Linked DNA regions of Hordeum vulgare: region 1 is linked to region 2. A link is a contact called in public Hi-C data. All regions are on one chromosome and are shown on one strand. Each heading gives the region's core, a stretch centred on a gene start, on an enhancer-like site or on the middle of the called end of the contact. The rest is flanking DNA. Distances are from core to core; before and after follow the strand shown. Region 1 overlaps LOC123448462 (a long non-coding RNA gene). Region 2 holds the start of LOC123448461 (ubiquitin carboxyl-terminal hydrolase 5).

Region 1 (5,462 bases), core at 1,801-4,300, 520 kb after region 2:
TTATATTATCAACTTGGGATGTTTTATATGCATTTATACGATATTTTATATCATTTTTGGGACTAACCTATTAACTCAGTGCCCAGTGCCAGTTTCTGTTTTTTCCGTGTTTTTGGCCTTTTTCAGATAACAATATTAAACGGAGTCCAAACGGAATAAAACCTTCGGGATGATTTTGTCCATAACAGAAGGGATCCAGAAGACTTGAGAACCAATGCAAAGGGCCACGGAGGAGGCCACGAGCCCCCTAGGCACGCCCCGGGTGGGCGCCTAGCAGGCTCATGGGCCCCCATGCCTCCTTTGCCCTACCTCTTTCGCCTATAAATTCCCTAAAATCCCCAAACCAATGGGTGGAGCCACGAAAATACTTTTCCGCCGTTGCAAGCTTCTGTTTTCGCGAGATCCCATCTGGGGACCGTTCTGGTGCCCTGCCGGAGGGGGATTCAGACACGGAGGGCTTCTTCATCAACACCATTGCCTCTCCGATGATGCGTGAGTAGTTCACAACAGACCTTCGGGTTCATAGCTAGTAGCTAGATGTCTTCTTCTCTCTCTTGGATCTTCAATACAAAGTTCTCCATGATCTTCATGAAGATCTATCCGATGTAACTTTATTTTGCGGTGTGTTTGTCGAGATCCGATGAATTGTGGATTTATGATCAGATTATATATGAATATTATTTGAGTCTCCTCTGATTTCTTATATGCATGGTTTCGTATCCTTGTAATTCTCTTTGAGTTATGGGTTTCGTTTGGCCAACTTGATCTATAATTCTTGCAATGGGAGAAGTGCTTGGTTTTGGGTTCATACCGTGTGGTGTCCTCACCTAGTGACAGAAGGCGTAGTGAGGCACGCATCGTGTTGTTGCCATCAAGGGTAAAAAGATGGGGTTTATATCATATTGCATGAATTTACCCCTCTACATCATGTCATCTTGCTTAAGGTGTTACTCTGTTTGTTATGAACTTAATACACTAGATGCATGCTGGATAGCGGTTGATGTGTGGAGTAATAGTAGTAGATGCAGAAAGTATCGGTCTACTTGTCTCGGACGTGATGCCTGTATGTATGATCATTGCCTTAGATATCAGCATGACCTTGCGCAATTTTATAAATTGCTCGACAGTAATTCGTTCACCCACCGTAATACTTGCTATCATGAGAGAAGCCTCTAGTGAACACTATGGCCCCCGGGTCTATTTTACACATTATATATTCAGATCTACATACAAAAATACCAAAAATACCTTGCTGCACTTTTATTTATTTATTTGTATTTACCTATTATCACTATCAGATCTCACCTTGCAAGTAATCGTAAAGGGATTGAAAACCTCTTTATCGCGTTGGGTGCAAGTTTGTTTGTCTTTGCGCAGGTGCCTTGTTGCCTCATCTTGATACTCCTACTGGATTGATACCTTGGTTCTCAAACTGAGGGAAATACTTATCTCTACTTTGCTGCATCACCCTTTCCTATTCAAGGGAAAAAACCAACGCAAGATCAAGAAGTAGCAATATTCTATGAAGATCTATATCGGTTGAACATCTATGTCAAGGATTCAGTTATCCTTCGGTATGTTTTTCCCTTTATCCTTCGGTATGTTACTTTCCCGAGATTCGAACGTCGGTATCTCTATACCTAGTTGAATCTCCTTACCGGCAAGTCTCTTTACTCGTTCCGTAATACAAGAATATCCTGTGACCAACTCTTTAGTCACATTGCTTGCAAGGCTTATTGTGATGTTGCATTACCGAGGGGGCCCCGAGATACCTCCCCGTCACAGGGAGTGACAAATCCCAGTCTCGATTCATGCCAACCCAACAGACACCTTCGGGGATACCTATTGAGCACCTTTGTAATCACACAGTTACATTGCGATGTTTGATACACACAAGGTATTCCTCCGGTGTCCGGGACTTGCATGATCTCATGGTCATAGGTACAAATACATTGACATGCAGAAAAGAGTAGCAATAAACTGACATGATCATATGCTACATTCATAGTTTGGGTCTGGTCCATCACATCATTCTCCTAATGATGTGATCCCATAATCAAGTGACAACACTTGTCTATGGCCAGGAAACCTTGACCAACTTTGATCAACGGGCTAGACACTACAGGAATCGGGCATTTTGCCATCAAGACGCTACATACGGCAAAGAGGGAAATATAGACGGCAAAAAATTTACCGTCAGCCCATGACGGCAAACAATGTCGTCAACCCCTGTACCTGCAAAGGGTGTCTTTGCCGTCAGCGGCCGGAAGAGCAGACGGCAAAAAAATTGCCGTTAGTGAAATTATGTTACCGTCTTCTGGGCTGGTAGACAGCAAATATTTGGTAAGAAGACGGAACGGCCTAGCTAACGGACGACGTTAGTCATTTTTGCCGTCTGCTTGATGATATCACAGACAGCAAACCACCTCAAAAATTTGCCGTCTGCCCAACGTGTACAAGACGACAAACCTCATGATATCTTTTACGTCTGCCGAACCTGTACGAGACGGCAAATTAATCATGTTCTTTTGCTGTCATGAACATTACGGCAAAGAGGCTGCTAAACAGACAATATAAAAGTATAAATAAACAATATAATAGCAGAAATAGATATAACAACAGAATAGACATTATAACAACATAAATAGATAATATAACAATATAGTCCACAACACATCCATATATATATATATATACATATAGCACACACCATAACAACGACCAATAAGATCACAATATAACAAGTGTCGACAAATAAGATCACAACGGTTGTCCCCCAGGTAACGCAAAACTGAGGTGAGCATCATTGAATCTAGCAACAACAACACCTCACCTACTACATGGACACTGTAGTACATACCTCAACTGCACAAGCGCACTACATACTGATTCGCGATGCCGCCGGTGATGCAACAACCACAACCAAAAGAAAAAAGGCAAGGAAGGCTAGTGGTCCAGATTGTTGTCTGAACGCCGTCTCTGTTTGCAACCTCTAAATGCCAATAGGTCCAGGTTATGGTCATGCCATAAGCATCATTACCATTTCCTCCCGCACCCCACCATCATCAGGCTTATTTGCGGTTGCTGCTCGTCCTCCTACTCCATGTCTCTATCTGCATGGATAAGAGCAAGTTAGTTGAATGGCTTGCACATGATAAAACTACAAGGCATATATATTTATCTACATAAATAAAGAGATTGCATGGATGGGTTGACTTCAACAAAGACTGAAAGGAGAACATTTTCCCCTGCCAGTCCAAAACATGTAGTACAAGTATACATCTCTAAGAGAAGGAACCGTGGTACAACAAGAGGCGCTCCAAATTAAAATAAATCTCAGTTTCTTAATTTACCTAAGACTTGTATGCGTGCATGTGCAACGCACATCTTCATAAATATATATTTAATAAACACTGTAAATATTGTATATTGTACATGTTAACTGTAATTTTAAATATTTTGGTAACTGCAATAAAAATCGAGCACAAAATATTGAGGCAGTACTATCTAAAATATATCACATGCACTAAAATATCAGAAATATCTTTCGAAACAAATACTCCAAAAAATATTTTCAGCCATTGTTTAGGTCATACATCGTGTTGTGGAAACCCTACCATTGCAAGGTTCAAGTCATGAAAGAGCCATACATTTACACACATTTAAGCAAAATATATCAAAAGAGTGAACTTTGAGTTCCACATACCATTACAATAACAGAAAATCATAGCAGAAATCACCATTTGAACTACTAAAAAGCAATGCCACCTAACAAATTCTCTCGGCATTGTTAGAAATCAGGGTGAGCATCTACTATTTTAGCAAATTAATTCAAACCCAAAGTTTCATACAGATTACAGAGATAAACACACATCCCAGAAAGACAATCTCAATAGAATTGACATATTCTCACAACATGAATTCGCCACCACTCATAGGCATGCCAACATTACGGTTCCTTCTTATCCTAATTGCCACTTAACTAGCTAGCTAACCACAAACTCACATTACCATATACTACTCAACTGTGCGTATAATGCACAACTCAGTTTTGACTACCTGCACGTACCTGTGTGTAAAACGGCTGACCATGCGATGCTTGTCAAGTGCAGATCTGATTAGAAGATTACCTAATTCTTTGATTAACTGCTGCCAACGACAGCTATAAGAAAATACAGTATCGTGGCATCATGGAGGCAAAAATAGGGAGATAGAATTGGGAGCTGATTTATAATGGTGTCATCGTCCCGGCCGACGGCTGCAAATAATAAGAAAAGTCAACAGTTATCACACTACCAGCTAAAGGAAAACAAAGGCAGATCATATGTCACTTTCAGGGAAAACATCAGAAGTAGATGATAGGCAAAAGTAGATCATAAAATTCCCTCACACTCAAGAGTGAATAATGCTACTACCATTGACAACAAGGACTAACTATTCCCACTACCTGGATGCATTGTCCTTCATTTTGCAAACAAAAAAGAGAGTACGTTATCCAATTCCTCACATAAATAAAGCAATCAAATTCAACGGTACTACCAAAATGAAATTACTAATTACTAATATAATAGCTGGACACCCATCGTCAAAATTGGTAAGATAATCCAAGAAGTTCAATAGCTAGTATTAATTAATACAATCTAGTTAATATAAGAGGAGCAAGCATGGATTGGGTTCAAAGCGGTCAACTTACATTGGCGCTGCTTGAGGATGGTCTCCTACAAGGGTCCAGACGTTATCTCCTCGTGTATCCTTATCTTAGACTTGAGCGATGAGCAAGTGGATCCATAACTTGAATGTGATCTTCGATTGAAGTCTTACTGGACCATCGTCCGATCAGCAAGCAGTAGGACTTGTGTGATCGCCGTGAATTTGGTCCACGCACATCTTTGAAAGCTGGTCATCCTTCAAAAAAAAGATTCACAGGAGCATATACAATAATAGTATGAAACAAGGGAAAGAAAGTTGTACAAATTTAACTTCCGTCAAGCAAGGTTTTAAATAGCGGATAGCGGGGTGATAGCGAATCGAGGTCAGTGTAGTGGAATACGGATAACGGGTGATATTGTGGACGCTATGTCCATATAGCGTATTTGTAATAATACTTACGAATTAGAGATTATCATGTACATTTCTAAGTTGTTGACAAGAGTATGAAACTTGATTTGAACAACCGTCCTTTATAGACTAAAAACTAGTCCATCTGGACAATATTCAACCATGTAACCTTGCAACAAATATTCGTATCAAATAACAACCACCAACATGTTAGTTTTCTGGGCATTCATCATTAAAGAAATAATTCGAGACTCAAAAGTACACTACAACCACAAGCCAACAATATCACAATATTCCATATCCATCAAACCATGAGCTGATTACCATCAATCCATCATAGGAACTGAAAAAACAGTAATGGGTAGGGCATGCTCCCAAGCTGGATGTTTTCTTGTTCTTCCGGT
Region 2 (5,987 bases), core at 1,778-4,277:
CTCTTCTTAAGGCCATGTTCGGTTACTTCATAATCGAAGGGGTTTGGAGGGGCTTGGGAGGGATTAAATCCCCTACAAGTCAAATTCCACCCCAATCCTCTCCAATCCCCTCGTGGAAGGGATTAACCGAACAAGCCCTAAAGAGGGTGTTAGCTATGATCATGTTGTAGGCTAGCGCAAAGCTTAAGACGTCTTCTCCTTCTTGATTCCTGATGCCATAGCCAAATCCCCCATGCACCCATTCAAAACTTGTGTTAGATGTACCCACGTGGCCATTGAGGTCTCCTCCTATGAAGAGCCTCTCGCCAATCGGTACACTCCTAACCATGTCCTCCAAGCCTTCCCATAACTCCGTCTTGGTGTTCTCATTGTGGCCTACTTGCGGGGCATACGCACTGATAACATTGAGAACTAAGTCCCCAACTACTAGCTTGACCAGGATAATCTGGTCCCCATGTCTCTTGACGTCTACCACTCCATACTTGAGGCTCTTGCTGATCAAGATGCCTACTCCATTTCTGTTTGCAACCGTCCTCGTGTATCACAGCTTTAAGCCGGTACCCTCCACCTTCTTCGCCTTTTGTCCCCTCCATTTGGTCTCTTGGACGCAAAGGATATCAACGCCTCTCCTTACCGTTGTATCAACTACCTCCCGAAGCTTACCTGTCAGAGACCCTACGTTCCAGCTACCTAAGTGAATCCTCCTAGGCTCGGCTAGCTTCCTTACCCTTCTCACTCATCGAGTCAAATGTGAATTTACATAATTCATTACTATGAATAAATGGAAATGAAATTATTGATATACTTTGCACTGGACAAAGATACAAGGGCATACCTTCTTGCTTATCCTTACTACAGCTTGCTCTCCTTTCGGCATCAGAAGTAACTGCAGACGTAAAGGATAAACTTCTATGGCTAGATCAGTTTGAGACAAACCAGTATTGATTGCCTTTCTTGGTAGTGTTGGCCCTCCGCCATACCTGTTAATGGGTTTTGATAATAATGAAAAAGTTAAGCTAAGTTGATGTGAACAAGATTTCAAAGTTTACTATGTCAAACAAGCAAACGAAAAATGGAGGCTCCGCTTGCCAGAGAAGATTTCAACTTCTTTTTGTGTATTATGTTAAGCATATTTGTTATCCAGTAACCAACAACATCCGGATAGTTATCCACCGCAGGCTATGAAATATGTCGCTGCCAAAACCATCGTTCTACAGATAACAATGCCTTCAGTTCTCAAGAATTTGCGTGACAGGGATATCGTGACCAAAAACCATTCATTCAACAATATCTTCATACAATCATTTTAGAGAGAAATATATTTGGTTATGTAACAAATAGTTGAACATAACTTTCTAACATAATGAAACAAAAAATGTGATGCTTCACTTAGCATGACAAATAAAGTGAATGAATTTAGTTTACAGTAGGGGGCAGCCCGGTGCATGTAGCTCCCGCTTGCGCAGGGTCCGGGGAAGGGTCCGACCACTTTGGGTCTATTGTACGCAGCCTTTCCCTACATTTCTGTAAGAGGTTGTTTCCAGGACTTGAACCCGATGGACTGTCACTGTAAACAGCCCAATGAACAATTAGTCCATAGAATCAAATAAGGTGGCACAAGAGTGACAATAGATCCATATTGTCAGACAGCGACACATTGCTTTGTAGCAACCATAAAAAAAACAATATCACGTAGTTAAATGCACAGTCGCATTAGATTTTCGGAATCAGATTCCACATTCTAGCGAACGTGACATACCAACTATGCAGCTTTTCCCAGACTTGCTGAGGGAGCAATATATAATCACGGCCTTCAGCCAAGGTATCATGTAGCTCAATCTGCATGTCGGAGACTTCAGATGCCATGTCATCCAACAAATTTGTATTGTCAATAGCTCCTGGCCTTCTAGGAGTATTTGAACCGAATTCATGATGATGAGAACCATTACTTGGTACACCAGCCGAATCCTGAATAACATAATCAATCCAACTCTGCCACCACCTATTTAAGATCCAAATGAAGAATACAAAAATGACGCAGCAGGTCGGGATCAGTTAAACATAAGATCTGAATGCTATGTAAATCTGTATTTCAGATCATGCCTACAGAAACATAGTTTCGATGACACCTATCTACATTGTACAGCTAAGTACATAACACGCAAATCAAAGGACCAGCTAAAGCAATTGTATGTCAGAATGAAAGTTGTCAGAAGCTACCTGTCATTCAACAAGGGTATAATCTCATATGTTATATAGGCATCTTACAAGCAGCCTAGACTATACTGAACAAATGTCCGAATAACATGACAACAGGTCAGAAGATAGCTAGGCAAAAAATTGGATGCTAGCTAAGATTGAAAGGGTAATAAAATGAACTAACTCACAACGGATTGCCAGGTCATAAAATGTTCAAACTAGCAATTTTGCACACTATGGACACTAGAACCAAACAAAAAAAACTGCCAGTAGTAGCACTAATAGCAAGGAGCGCCTCCCTCGAATCTGCACAGCTATGCACCCTAGACGGATAAACCCAGCAGCAACTTAGGAGAAGCAACTAGCGCCGGCAAGAATCACCAAATTCAGCTCCTGTCCTCATCCAATATACCTCAAATCGTTCTCCGTAAGGACCTTCCGTCCACCCAAACAATAGCAGCAAGAGAATCTAAAAGAAACAGCATCCAGCCTTGCGCACTGCGTCCCTCAAAACAAAGCGCGAGACAGACGGCTGAACCCGAGACAGAAGCACGAGAAGGAGGCGGGCAGGGGACCTGTTTGTGATGAGGAAGAAAATGTCACCCTCCTTGGCGTGGGCCTCCGCCGCGGCGGTGATATCTCGGATGAGCGCCATCTCCTCCTCCGCGGGAAGCTCCGGTGCCGGCTCCGACTCAATAGTCTCCATCGCCGACGCCGGCGAGGAGCTCTGGGCTAGGGTTAGGGTTGGGTTCGGCTTTTCCTTTAGCTTCGAGGGCGCCACGGGGTAAACGAAAGGTTTGGCTTCCGGGGACGCTTTTGTTTTACCCAAATGCTAAAAAGGGCTTGGATGCTCGTTGTGAGATTTTATCCAAAAGACCATTTGCACAATCAAATTGCTAGAAAAGACCTTTTTTAAATAAAATTTACATAAAAGATTTCCTGAATCGTGGCGCAAGAGGTGCCAACCGTCACGTGGCATCTGCCGCTGCGTCTGGAGGCGACGGCACTGTTCACACGGATGCGACGACGTCTGTTCACCCAAAATAAATAGATTTTTAAGAAAAAAAAATCAGAAAATAGCAAAAGGACAGAAAAAACTGAAATTTTACACCCACCTAGAACACTCGATCATCTTTGTCGCAAAAAAAATTAGTTTCTTCTGAATTTTTCTGGTATTTTTTTAGACTACTATTCACCCATAGCAAACCTTTCCTCGCATGAAAAGTGTCGTGCGGCCACCTCCAGTCATGGCGGCAAGTGCCACGTGTTGGCTGGCGCACTTGCCGCCACGATCCGGGGGTCTTTTATGTTAATTTTTATCAGAAGTGGTTTTTTAGCAATTTTATTGAGTAGGTGGTCTTTTTGGACAAAAAATCGCTCGTTGTTAGCACTCACCATGAGAGCCATTTGATTGCCTCGCGACGTATCGCCAACTCTAACACCATAAGCACTACCTGGTTTTCGAAACTGTCGACGCAGTCGTCGCTCTCCCCTCCCAATCCCACCCTGCGTGTCGCTCTCGCCCCCAAACCCATTCTCGAGCCGTTTCTCGTTCGTCCAAACTGTCGACGTAGTCGCCGCTCTCCCTCCCCTCCTAATCCCACCCCATGTTTCGTTTTTCGCTCGTCGTCGGCGCCGAGGGGTGGTGGTTGCGCTCGCGAGCTTCGGGGAGACGCCGATCACTACTGGAATTCAGCAATTTGCTGCCCGCCAGCTCTTTACCATCAGCTGTGCAAGACCGGACGACAAAGAGCACGCTCACGACAAAGACACTCTTTGCCATCTGCCAGGGTTTTGCCGTCAGCCAGCTGGCGGCAAAGAGCCCGAAGGCACACAACAAAGAACCCACCTGGGTCCCACAAGGATTTATCGTCAGCCAGCTGACGGCAAAGAGCCCGAAGACAGATGGCAAAGACCCAACTAGGCCCCACATGTCCTGTGGGGGGTGGCGGGTCGTATGCAGGCTCTTTGTTGTCTGCCTGGGGCTCTTTGTTGTCCGCCAGCACACGGAAAAGGAGCCCTATACCTAACGTCGTCAACGGTCACCCCACCCTCTCTATTTCATTCTCTCTTTCCCTCACACCCACTATTGCGTCGCCCCCGCCCCACCGCTGCCCCGCCGCCTGGCTGCCCCCGTCGCCTCTGCCCCTCGCCGCCCCGACGACCCTATGCCCCTACCCACCGTCGTCGCCCCCGCGCCCCTATGCCCCTGCCCCCACTGCCCGGCTGCCACTGCCCCCCTGCCCCCCTTCCCGGTCGGACGCCCCCGGCGACCCTGCCCCCCGCCGTCGTGAAGCCCCCGACACCGCCGACGCCCCTTCCACCCGTCGCCAAGCCACCACCGCCATCGCGGTGCCCCGGCCGCCACAGCCGCCCCCGTCCACCGCCGCCCATGCCGCCCCCCGCCGGTGAGTACCACCGCCGACCGCCCCCTTTTTCCATTTTTCTTGTTTTTCATTTCGGTTAATTTAGTTAGTTTATAATTAGGTTAGTTTTATCAGTTTATTAGGCTAATTAAGTTAGTATTATTAGTTTATTAAGTTACTTTATTAGGTCAATTAGGTTAGTTAGTTATGTTAGAAGAAAAAAGAAGAAGAAAAGAAGAAGGAGAAAAATGAAAAAGAAAAAAGGAAAAGAAGAAAATAATTAGAAGAATAAGAAGGAGAAGAAGAAGAATAAGAAGAAGAGGAGGAGAAAAAAGAAGAAGAAGAAAAAGAGGAGAGAGGAGAAGAAGAAAGAAGAGGAAAAAGGAAAAGAAGGAAGAAGAAGAAGAAGAGGAAGAGGAAAAAGGGAAAGAAGGAAGAAGAAGAAGAAGAAGAAGAAGAAGAAGAAGAAGGTGACATCCCGACACCCCGACACGACGCCCCGTGTAACGACTAAGATGCGTCCCTTTCCTATTTTGGGGCGATGCCCCAAAAGGGAAAGAGGCGCATCTAAGCATTTCGCAAGCGAGATAATCATAGCAAATACATCAACAAAGATTTACAAATAGGGCATACATTTGCCATCTCACATAGTATAATATCAGGGTTACATCCACACAATTATTCAGACAAGATAGTCCCGCTACGGGCTACATGAAATAAGGAAAAGACTATGATATCCCGCATGTTGGCCCACGATCACGACCACGGCCTCAATCCTCTGGATAGTTCACGTACAGACGGTCGTTCTCCTCATCCTAGTGCCACGCCAGCTGCGTGCCATCTGGATCTCCTGCGTCAGACGTACCTATACCTGTTGGGGTGTTGTAGTAAACTGTGAGCCACGGGGACTCAGCAATCGGATGACCTTGGTACGAATCTAGTCAAGTTATTGGGTGAGGAAGGTTTAGTGCATAGGTTGCAGCATCCTAAGCTTATATGGTGGCTAACTTACGAAGATCAGAGTTATTGATATGGTGGTGTACGCGAACGGTCGAAGACTAGGTGATCACTAAGTGATCCCGAACACCTACTTACGTCAAACATAACCCCATCGTGTTCCCGATCGAGGAGAGGTCTTCGAAGGAGACAGTCACGGTTACGCACATAGTTGGCAGTTTTAATAGAGTTAGCTCAAGTTATCTAGAACCGGATGTTAACAAATTATCCATGTTGCCACATAACCGCGGACACGACTTTCCGAAAGATTAAACCCTGCAGGGGTGCTCCAAGTAGTCCATCACAAACGGTCACGGGCCGCAAAGTAATCCTCTATCACGAATCTCGTGATCTCGTCGGATTCCTTAGAGGAAAACCTCGACTTTGAGGAGACCCAAAGTTTCACTAGGATTCCTATACGCAAGA

What was found. Hi-C and Micro-C count contacts between places; a contact is called where the count stands out from the background.
Region 1: a Hi-C map of leaf shows a contact between it and region 2, with 7 times the contacts expected there. The contact joins the enhancer-like site here to the promoter of LOC123448461 in region 2. A contact is called at or near these places in 2 of 6 Hi-C or Micro-C datasets (leaf and seedling).

Annotation. Positions count from the first base shown.
Region 1 is chr4H:246,470,716-246,476,177 of MorexV3_pseudomolecules_assembly, forward strand. LOC123448462 (a long non-coding RNA gene) reads right to left here. Exons shown (of 4, transcript XR_006631779.1): 2 at 4,694-5,462; 3 at 4,070-4,258; 4 at 2,663-3,113. Among protein-coding and RNA genes, the nearest start is that of LOC123448462, 4.0 kb to the right of the region's middle. Within about 2 kb of position 3,051, at least 1 of the 3 cell types and tissues checked has open chromatin away from gene starts, as enhancers often do. A contact at or near this core is called in leaf, where this site is marked.
Region 2 is chr4H:245,950,294-245,956,280 of MorexV3_pseudomolecules_assembly, forward strand. It overlaps LOC123448461 (ubiquitin carboxyl-terminal hydrolase 5), which reads right to left and starts at 3,028. Exons shown (of 13, transcript XM_045125363.1): 1 at 2,775-3,028; 2 at 1,760-2,002; 3 at 836-980. The coding sequence starts at 2,905.